Linked DNA regions of Oryzias latipes: region 2 is linked to region 1. The links are chromatin contacts, called in public Hi-C maps. All regions are on one chromosome and are shown on one strand. The core of a region is the stretch at or near the end of the contact, and the rest is flanking DNA. Distances in the headings are between cores, read along the strand shown.

Evidence for each region. A called contact is a pair of places that touch in the nucleus more often than the background predicts.
Region 2: a Hi-C map of fibroblasts shows a contact between it and region 1, with 2.1 times the contacts expected there. The contact joins two enhancer-like sites. A contact is called at or near these places in 2 of 5 Hi-C or Micro-C datasets (embryo and fibroblasts).

What each region holds. Positions count from the first base shown.
Region 1 is chr16:11,449,453-11,453,559 of ASM223467v1, forward strand. No RefSeq gene overlaps it. Among protein-coding and RNA genes, the nearest start is that of sox4, 3.6 kb to the left of the region's middle. Within about 2 kb of position 2,714, at least 5 of the 8 cell types and tissues checked have an H3K27ac peak or open chromatin away from gene starts, as enhancers often do.
Region 2 is chr16:11,522,803-11,526,455 of ASM223467v1, forward strand. It overlaps LOC101157968 (a long non-coding RNA gene), which reads left to right. Exons shown (of 7, transcript XR_002291942.2): 3 at 3,436-3,532. Among protein-coding and RNA genes, the nearest start is that of LOC101157968, 59 kb to the left of the region's middle. Within about 2 kb of position 1,274, at least 3 of the 8 cell types and tissues checked have an H3K27ac peak or open chromatin away from gene starts, as enhancers often do.

The DNA.
Region 1 (4,107 bases), core at 1,464-3,963:
CAACCGCCAAGTTGAAGGTACAGAACAGGACTGCCGTGCGACATTTTTTTTTAAATCATTGTGTCAAAGAGGCATTGAAAATAAATGAAACTGAGGTGGGTTTTCTTTTACTATTTTAATCAAAATGCAAAAGAAAAGGAAAAAAAACAAGCATGATAGCCTACTATGTTCCTATCTTGTGCTGAGATTTTCTGTGAGACTGTTGGAACAGTTTGGAAAACTAGTATTAGGATTATTTATATGGATAGGTGGCGCTCGCTTTTTTTGGTTCTTTTATTTTGAAAAAAAAAGCACGTTGAAAATGATCACCAGCTGTCGTAAAATTTTTCAGGATTCAACTTCGACTCTGTGCTAAACTTTATACACGTTTTCTCTACGATTCAGGACCAAAACGTTTTGTTTTTCTTCTCTCCAGATAATAGTTCTAGAGAAACACCGACTTCTTTGTTTTGTACATGGATCAAGATGCCATTTTATACGGGATGTTGTATTTATATACTGTTGGAAACATCTTTTTAACTTCATGTTGGCCTGCACATGATTCGAGTCCTGTGTTGTCTTTTTCTTACACAGTTTGTTTGTCACTCTTTTTTTTCTTTCTCTCAGGCGAAGGGCTAGAGTTAAAAAAAAACAACACAACTTTTTATTTCCCCTTTTTATATTTAAATGTACACACTTTTTTGGACGCTTCAAAGAGAGGAAACATTTTGATTATTTTCTCAGTGTATTTTTGTACAAATATATATGGAAAAAAAAAAGAGGAAGTCAACAATCGGTGTGTGTAGCCTACAAATACAGCTGTATTGGATTTCCTAGTTTTTAATACCCCGGCGGGCTGGTTTTCATGCTGCCTTCAAGTGCGTTGGTAAATTCGTTTAGTTGCTATCTTGGCGGGACAGACATTGTGCCTACTCTTTGGGAGAAAACGTGTTGACTGAACAGAGGAGCTAGTAAAACATACAACTTATAAAATTGACTAAAAAGAAATCACACACCTCATGAGAATCTTCCCCCCAATAGCATTTTTTCCAACAGCACTTGAAAGCAGCACCAGTCCTTGAACCAGCCTCCTTTTTGAGCCCCTTCGGCGTTTACAGTGCCAGACTGCAGGTTGCTTAAAGACACAGGAACACGTTTTTGTTTTTTGTTTTGTTTTTTTCTTTTCCCACCAGCTGTTCTTGTGACCCCATGTGGGGTTAACAGCGTCACTATCTCAACCAGCAGCGACTTTGCATTTCACTTTTTACATTTTTCTTCTTTTTTTTTGCCTGTGACAAAAAAATAAAACAAAAAGAGGAGATTGTAGCTTTAAAAATTTGACTTGGATGTTTTCACCGAGTGATGTCACATTTTGCCAGTCAACCACTGGATCGAAGAGACTGTCAATATTTTCAAACAAACAAGAGCGACAACATCAAGCATATTCAAATTTCTGACTTGAGTTCCGCAACATCTACATGTACTGCGTTTCTCATTGTATTTGAATATATAACCTTTTTTTTACTTGTCGGCTAAACTATTAGCTAATAAATGTTTTAGTATCTTTATGGCATGGTGACTAGCATTTGTATTTCAGATTGAGGTTATTAGCTGTTGTGTTTTTTCAGAAAAAAAAAAACTGGGGGAGGGGGGATGAGGAAAAAACATTTAAACGTGAACTTGATCTTTGTATATTTGACTGTACCATAAAGCAAAAAGATTGTGTGTTTATGTATGTCGTTGCTATCAAAGACAGGCACTGTCTAGAACTGCTATCTTTTCCACATCCTTATTTACATTGAAGGTGGTCAGTTCAGACTGTTTTTTTTATATAAATATATATATAAAAGCATTTTTAAATATATTAACTTTATTTTTCATCCATCTTGTGCAATATGCGGTGTAGAATTATCATTTATTGTCTCTAAATCATGCCATAAACAAAGGAACCACCCGTTTTTTTCTCATTTTTTTTTGACATAACAGAGAAATGAGGGGGTTTTGTCTCATGCCAGCTAAGTTGTGTCCATTCACTGCCTGTCAGATTGTTGATAGCAAACTTGTGTACAGAACTTTTTTCAAAGAAGGAAATAAATATCAGCTGGAACTGAAAGTCTGTATCAGTTTTTGTTGTTGTTGTTCATGTGAAAAATTCTTCATAAATGGGACGTTTTGATGATGATGTCACCGCATGGCACAGATTTGCTTGGGAGCTGCAAAGCAACATCATTGGTTGGTTATATCAACTGTGGGTTGTTTTGTTGACATCAGAAAGGGGCCGCATAAATAACTGCACTTATCTGCTTAAAGAGCTGTGGACGATGAATTTGTGGCTTAAGGGGTAAAAAAAATAATAATACATTCCATTATGCATAGCTGGAAAACAATATTATACAGGGTTGATAACAGAAAGTAGGTTAGTGTCACTTGTAAACAAGAGTTTGTTGATTTCAAAGCATCATAGAATTATAGCTAATGATATTTATTGAATAACTAATACCTAAATGTAGGTACAAGTTATTAATAAAAAAAACACAAATTTTGAATTTTATTCAGAGAGATTCCATAACTAATGAACTCCTAATGTGTATAAATGAGCCGAATTCTTATCGATTCAGTCTAAATTCCCTACATCTTCTATTCTCCACATTGTTTTCTTGCTAGTTGAGGTGTGTGCTCACAGCCAGACAGCCACGCTTCCCTTCCCCCTCTCCCAGACAGACCCTTGGTGGGGGGAAGGGCTGTTGAAGCAGCAGTCAGCCAAGGGCCCTCCAGCGTAGCTGACAAGCATGTCTGTCTGTCTTTCTGTCTGTCTGTCTGTCTGCCTGCTGTATGTGTCTGTTTACTGCATGTGTATGTATGCGTGTGTGTGTGTGTGTGCATGACATGTGGATGTCTGTGAAAGGAGAAAACAGCTGCTTTAAAGGGCCGTGCAACTTAAAAAAATGAAATAAAAACTAAAAAGCCTTTACACAATCCATTTCATTCTAAAGGTATGGACTCTTGGTCTGTGCAGACGGGCTGCATTGAAAACATCTACTCCCCCTTTCATTCAGCAAAATATGCTGATAATTAGGGGTGTAACCATCGATGAATCAATTGATATTCCTACGATCCAACTAGACCAATCAATCAGAGGGAAGTTGATAATCCAACTGATCTACACAATTATAAAATTGTATTTAAATGAAATAAATTGATTGTATCGATCTTGGAAAAAAAACAACATTTGGACTGATGCACAGTAGGTTTATTTTACTATGACGTTAAAAACGACCATAACAGCGGAATAACACACATGTATTTCTAAAGACACGATCATACACTGTGGTACCATGTTCTAATCATTTTCCATTTTGATGTAAAAAAAACAACAGTAGGCTGAACTTTAGGAAACTAAACTGTGAATGGATTTACCTTTAATTCTTGTTTATTTGTTTGTTTGTACACATATTTGATTTACACTTGAATATCTTGCCAAAAAATACAAGGATTCTGATAAACTTCACCTGCTCTGTTCAGTATCCTGGTATTTATCTCTGAGTCAAAGTGGTTAAAGTTTTGGCTAAAGATCTATTTTTAGGTCAGTGAATGATCCAAATGAACCAAAATCCATTAAGAGTTGTAGCGTCTGCCACAAATTAGGATATGAATTGAATTGTTATGTAAATGAATCGCTACACCCCTACTTATAATGTAAGATTTCATTGAGGTGGTGAGTCTTTATCTAGATTTGGATCAGTCATGCATGAGAAAAGATAAAGTGCATTGCGCTGCAAACTGCATTGAAACTGATGTTGTTGGGCTTTAACATGGGACAGCTATGTTTAAAAAACGACTCCTTTATGTTCTATTAGTGTGTGTTTTGTGATGTGCTGGTTCAAAAGCAGCATTTTAAGTCTCCCGCCCCTTGTTTTCCACAATCAAATAAGGAGAAGTCCTTTATTACAGTCTAAATTCTGTCTGTGGTTAGCTGTACGAGACCCATTGATCCTAATCTATTATTGAACATCCAAAGGATACATGCTGCATGCCTCATGCACCGGGATATAATCTGCAATTTGTGGTATTATCTTTCAACCCCGAACCGTTTCAGCACTTCTGTGTTCATGGGGAGCTCCTTCAGGC
Region 2 (3,653 bases), core at 24-2,523, 72 kb after region 1:
CACCGTAAATAGGAAATTAAGTCTTATAAAGTTTTACTTTGAAAGTAAAACAGAAGTTGGGTTTTTTCTTTCAAACCCGGACCTGTTTTCCAGTTAACTGGCTTTTTGCTGTGAAATGCATGCGTGAACGGACCGTCTGACATATGACAGAGGGGATTGGACGTTCCGGTTGATTGATGAACGCTTTTTTTGTGTCAACTCAATGGAGACCCGCAGAAATCAGCCTTTACCGCTGTTCTGTGTGGAAGGAAACAGAACCAGATAGGGGCGTGAAAATAATCAGCATTCCCCACCCATTCGAACCACGTCATGAAATCTGTCCACCTTTATCCACCTTTGTCATGGTAGGATAACATGTCAATGTAGGGGGGGGTCATCTAAGATAGCACAAGGGTTAAAACCAAAACAGGCTGACTGATGTCTTTCCCAGGGTTTTAGACTTTTTGCCACACAGGAAGTCTAAAAAGAAATGTTTCAGAATAACTTTTTTGTGTCTTTCACAATGTTAAAATGAGTCAACTCATTTATGTGTGAATCTTTCTACAGTTTTGTATGCAGATCTGCAATATCTAATTCATATAACAAACCCAAATTGATTGAAGTGTCTTCCTTTATCACTCAAGCCTCACCTGTTCCAACTGAAATTCTATTATCTGGCTCTGCAGCAGTGGAATTAAAAGTTGTTTCGAATGGGATGCAGTAGTATGATTCCTTTTTTTTTTTTGTCTTCACAGTTGACGGTTACAAGTTGTCAATTTATGTATGCAAAGTTTGTCCGTTGGTAAAGTTGGACGCTTAGATTTGCATAAAGCAAAGTGCAGAGAAACAGTGGGGCTTTTTATGTCGTGCTTTATTGTGTCTCTGGGTTATCAGGTCTGTTTAGTCTGAATAAAAGAGTGCACAGGGAGGGTGTGTGTGTGTGTTTTCAGTTTGTGTGCTTTGACTGTTTTCCCCTCTAATTTTCTCAGTATCACATGGCATCTTTGTTCAGGAATTCAGAGGTGAAACTGCTTCACAGTCAGGCAGCTCTTCCAAGGAGACTTTTAAAGCTCGCTGTAAGCGTAAAGGGTAAAAAAAAAAAAGCGTTTGTTTGTCAGGGAAACCAAAAAGTGGGTCATGATTTGGGTGGTTTTGTCCTCTCTAAATGTAATGAGGCTTACATATTGTTGTATGTAACTTTAGCTGGAAAGGAGCCGAGCGGGATGGTATGAGGACGTGCTGACACCGCTCTTTCCCTTGTGGAGTGCTTGGAGGCTGGTCCGTGGGTGGCCTGCAGCAGGAGGGTAGTTCAAGCTTGTTTTGTGGAAAGTGAAACCAGCCCGTCCTCTTAAGCCTTACGTCAACATCAGTCAGTTATTGATGTTCTCTATTTTAAGGTGAAAGCTCTGCGCCTTTCCTCTCTCTGTACGTCTCTGTATTGCTTTCAGTGGGTGTGTGTGTGTGTGTGTGTGTGTGTGTGTGCTTTCAGCATTCCTCACACAGCCCAGCCAGCTATGTGAAAAAATAAGCCGGCTTGGCTACCTTTCCCCTTAAGTTAATGATTTAGAAGAGGTGTTGGCAGACTAAATGATCACAATCTAAAAAGCCTCATTGAGGTGCTGCTCAGTGGCATGCCACAGCTCGGAAACACCTGGCCATAATTTTTCTTAATGTAAAAAAGCTCACCGTGTCAAAAATTAACCATCATACGAGTAAAAAAAACATATATTTTCTGAATATTTTATAGAACCCATACCGTGCTGCTTTAGAGTCATCTAACCCTGATTATATATTTACACCAGCATTAATTATTGCGCTGGTTTAACGTGCTCTTGGATATTTGAAATGACCCTCTAGCTGGAAGTATGATGCCTTGTCTGTTACAAAGACCAGGTCTTCTCTGGTTAATAATTAAACCGAGCGTTTCAAGATGCGAGTTTTTATGTAGCCCGTAGTGTTCACACTGGATGAGTAGGGATGGGCTTCTTCTTCTTTTTCTTCTGTTTATTAGTGCATGTCTGCCCCCTACAGTTGGAAGAGCCTTGGTGCGAAATGTCGAAGCAGTGCAAATTGGGCTCTAAACAGTTTGATTCGGTTCATTGTCAGTTCATCTGCATCATGTCAGCAGTGAAGTCTTGGTTATTTGAAAAACCAACACAGACGTCGTCAGGCTTATTGCCGTGTCTGGTTTCACCAGATGAACCAGCTACGCTCTGAGTTTGGTGAGTTTCGCTGCTTCACTACAAAATCCGAGTACCCCGATTGGTCAAATTTAGCTGCCACAGACGGCTGCCAACGCGCATTCAATGGTCATGTGTTTTTCTTACATAATGCCTGAAAGTATTGTCAAGGGAGGCGTGTACATAGCTTTACCTCCAGTATTATTTCTCCGCTCGGTTTTACTCACCGTATTGATTTGGGAACTAACGTCTTCCTAATGAACCGAAACACAGTTGTGTCAGAGGAAAATTTTACAGATAAGAACACTGTTTTGCAACTTCTGTTGTAACTATACTAGGATGGGGGACGGATGCCCTTCTTAACACAACCCTGTATTTTATTCGGGCTGGGGACCGGCACAGGGGGACTCAGACTGGGACCCCTGTGTTTAAGGACCCACACTGGATGAAGCTCATCGCACCCCCTGGGAATCGAGCCTTGGTTTCCCATGGACCAGTTCTGCATGCAGCCAACTGAGCCACCCAGTAGTACAAAGGAACAAACCCTCTAAATTTTCAATTCTGTCTGTAAAAATAAACTGCATCCACTGCTGCCTGGTGTAAAAGGCAAACGAAACATTCTCCTCAGCCAAAACAAAAAAACACACTTCCTCTTTTTATAATGGAAAAAAAGCTTGTTTATTTTATCTAAACACCATAACCTTGTGCTATCCTAGGCACTTTAACATTGGGAGTTGGGTCATCTAGACCCACTAGACAGTGCGCAGAACCTTTTTTCTTCAATGATTTGTGAACCTCACTGGTGTCTATGGATTAAAGAAATCTTTCCACCTTTGTCATGGTAGGAATAACACGTCAATGTAGGGGGGGTCATGTAAGATAGCACAAGGGTTAACTGTCACTTTGAATTTAAATAAAAAACAATAATAATCTAATTAATAACTATGAGTTATGTTATTTTAAATCACTTATGTGTTTCACTTATAGCTGACCCTGTAAATGTTTTACCTTATATAATTTGTTATATGACCTTTTTATCCTTATTGAAGAAGACAAATGGGTACATTTGTGAAATGTGACATCATTTACATTATTAGAGCATATAGTGTGAAGGAAATTATATGATAGAAAAGAGCATATAACATGAAACAATTACACTATGTGTGTTTTTATGATTCTCTGCTGCTCAGACGTTGAATTTTCATTCAAATAAAATTGCTGCAAGTTTCACACCAAGTTTGACTGTTTTGGCTTTTTTCTTCTTCTTGTTTTTCAGGTGTAAAAACTCATCAGGCGTTTGCTGCCACTGGGCATCTACAACGAATAGAATCAGACCAACCTGCAGACCAACAGTCAGAAGATCTGCTAGAAAAGTAAGTGACTTAAGCTTTGTGAATTTTAATCAAAGTTATTATATTTCTGTCTTTTAAACTAGGCAAATGGTCCTCTCTAAGAAGTGCAATGTGAAAGCAGAATAAAAAAGTAAAAAATTTG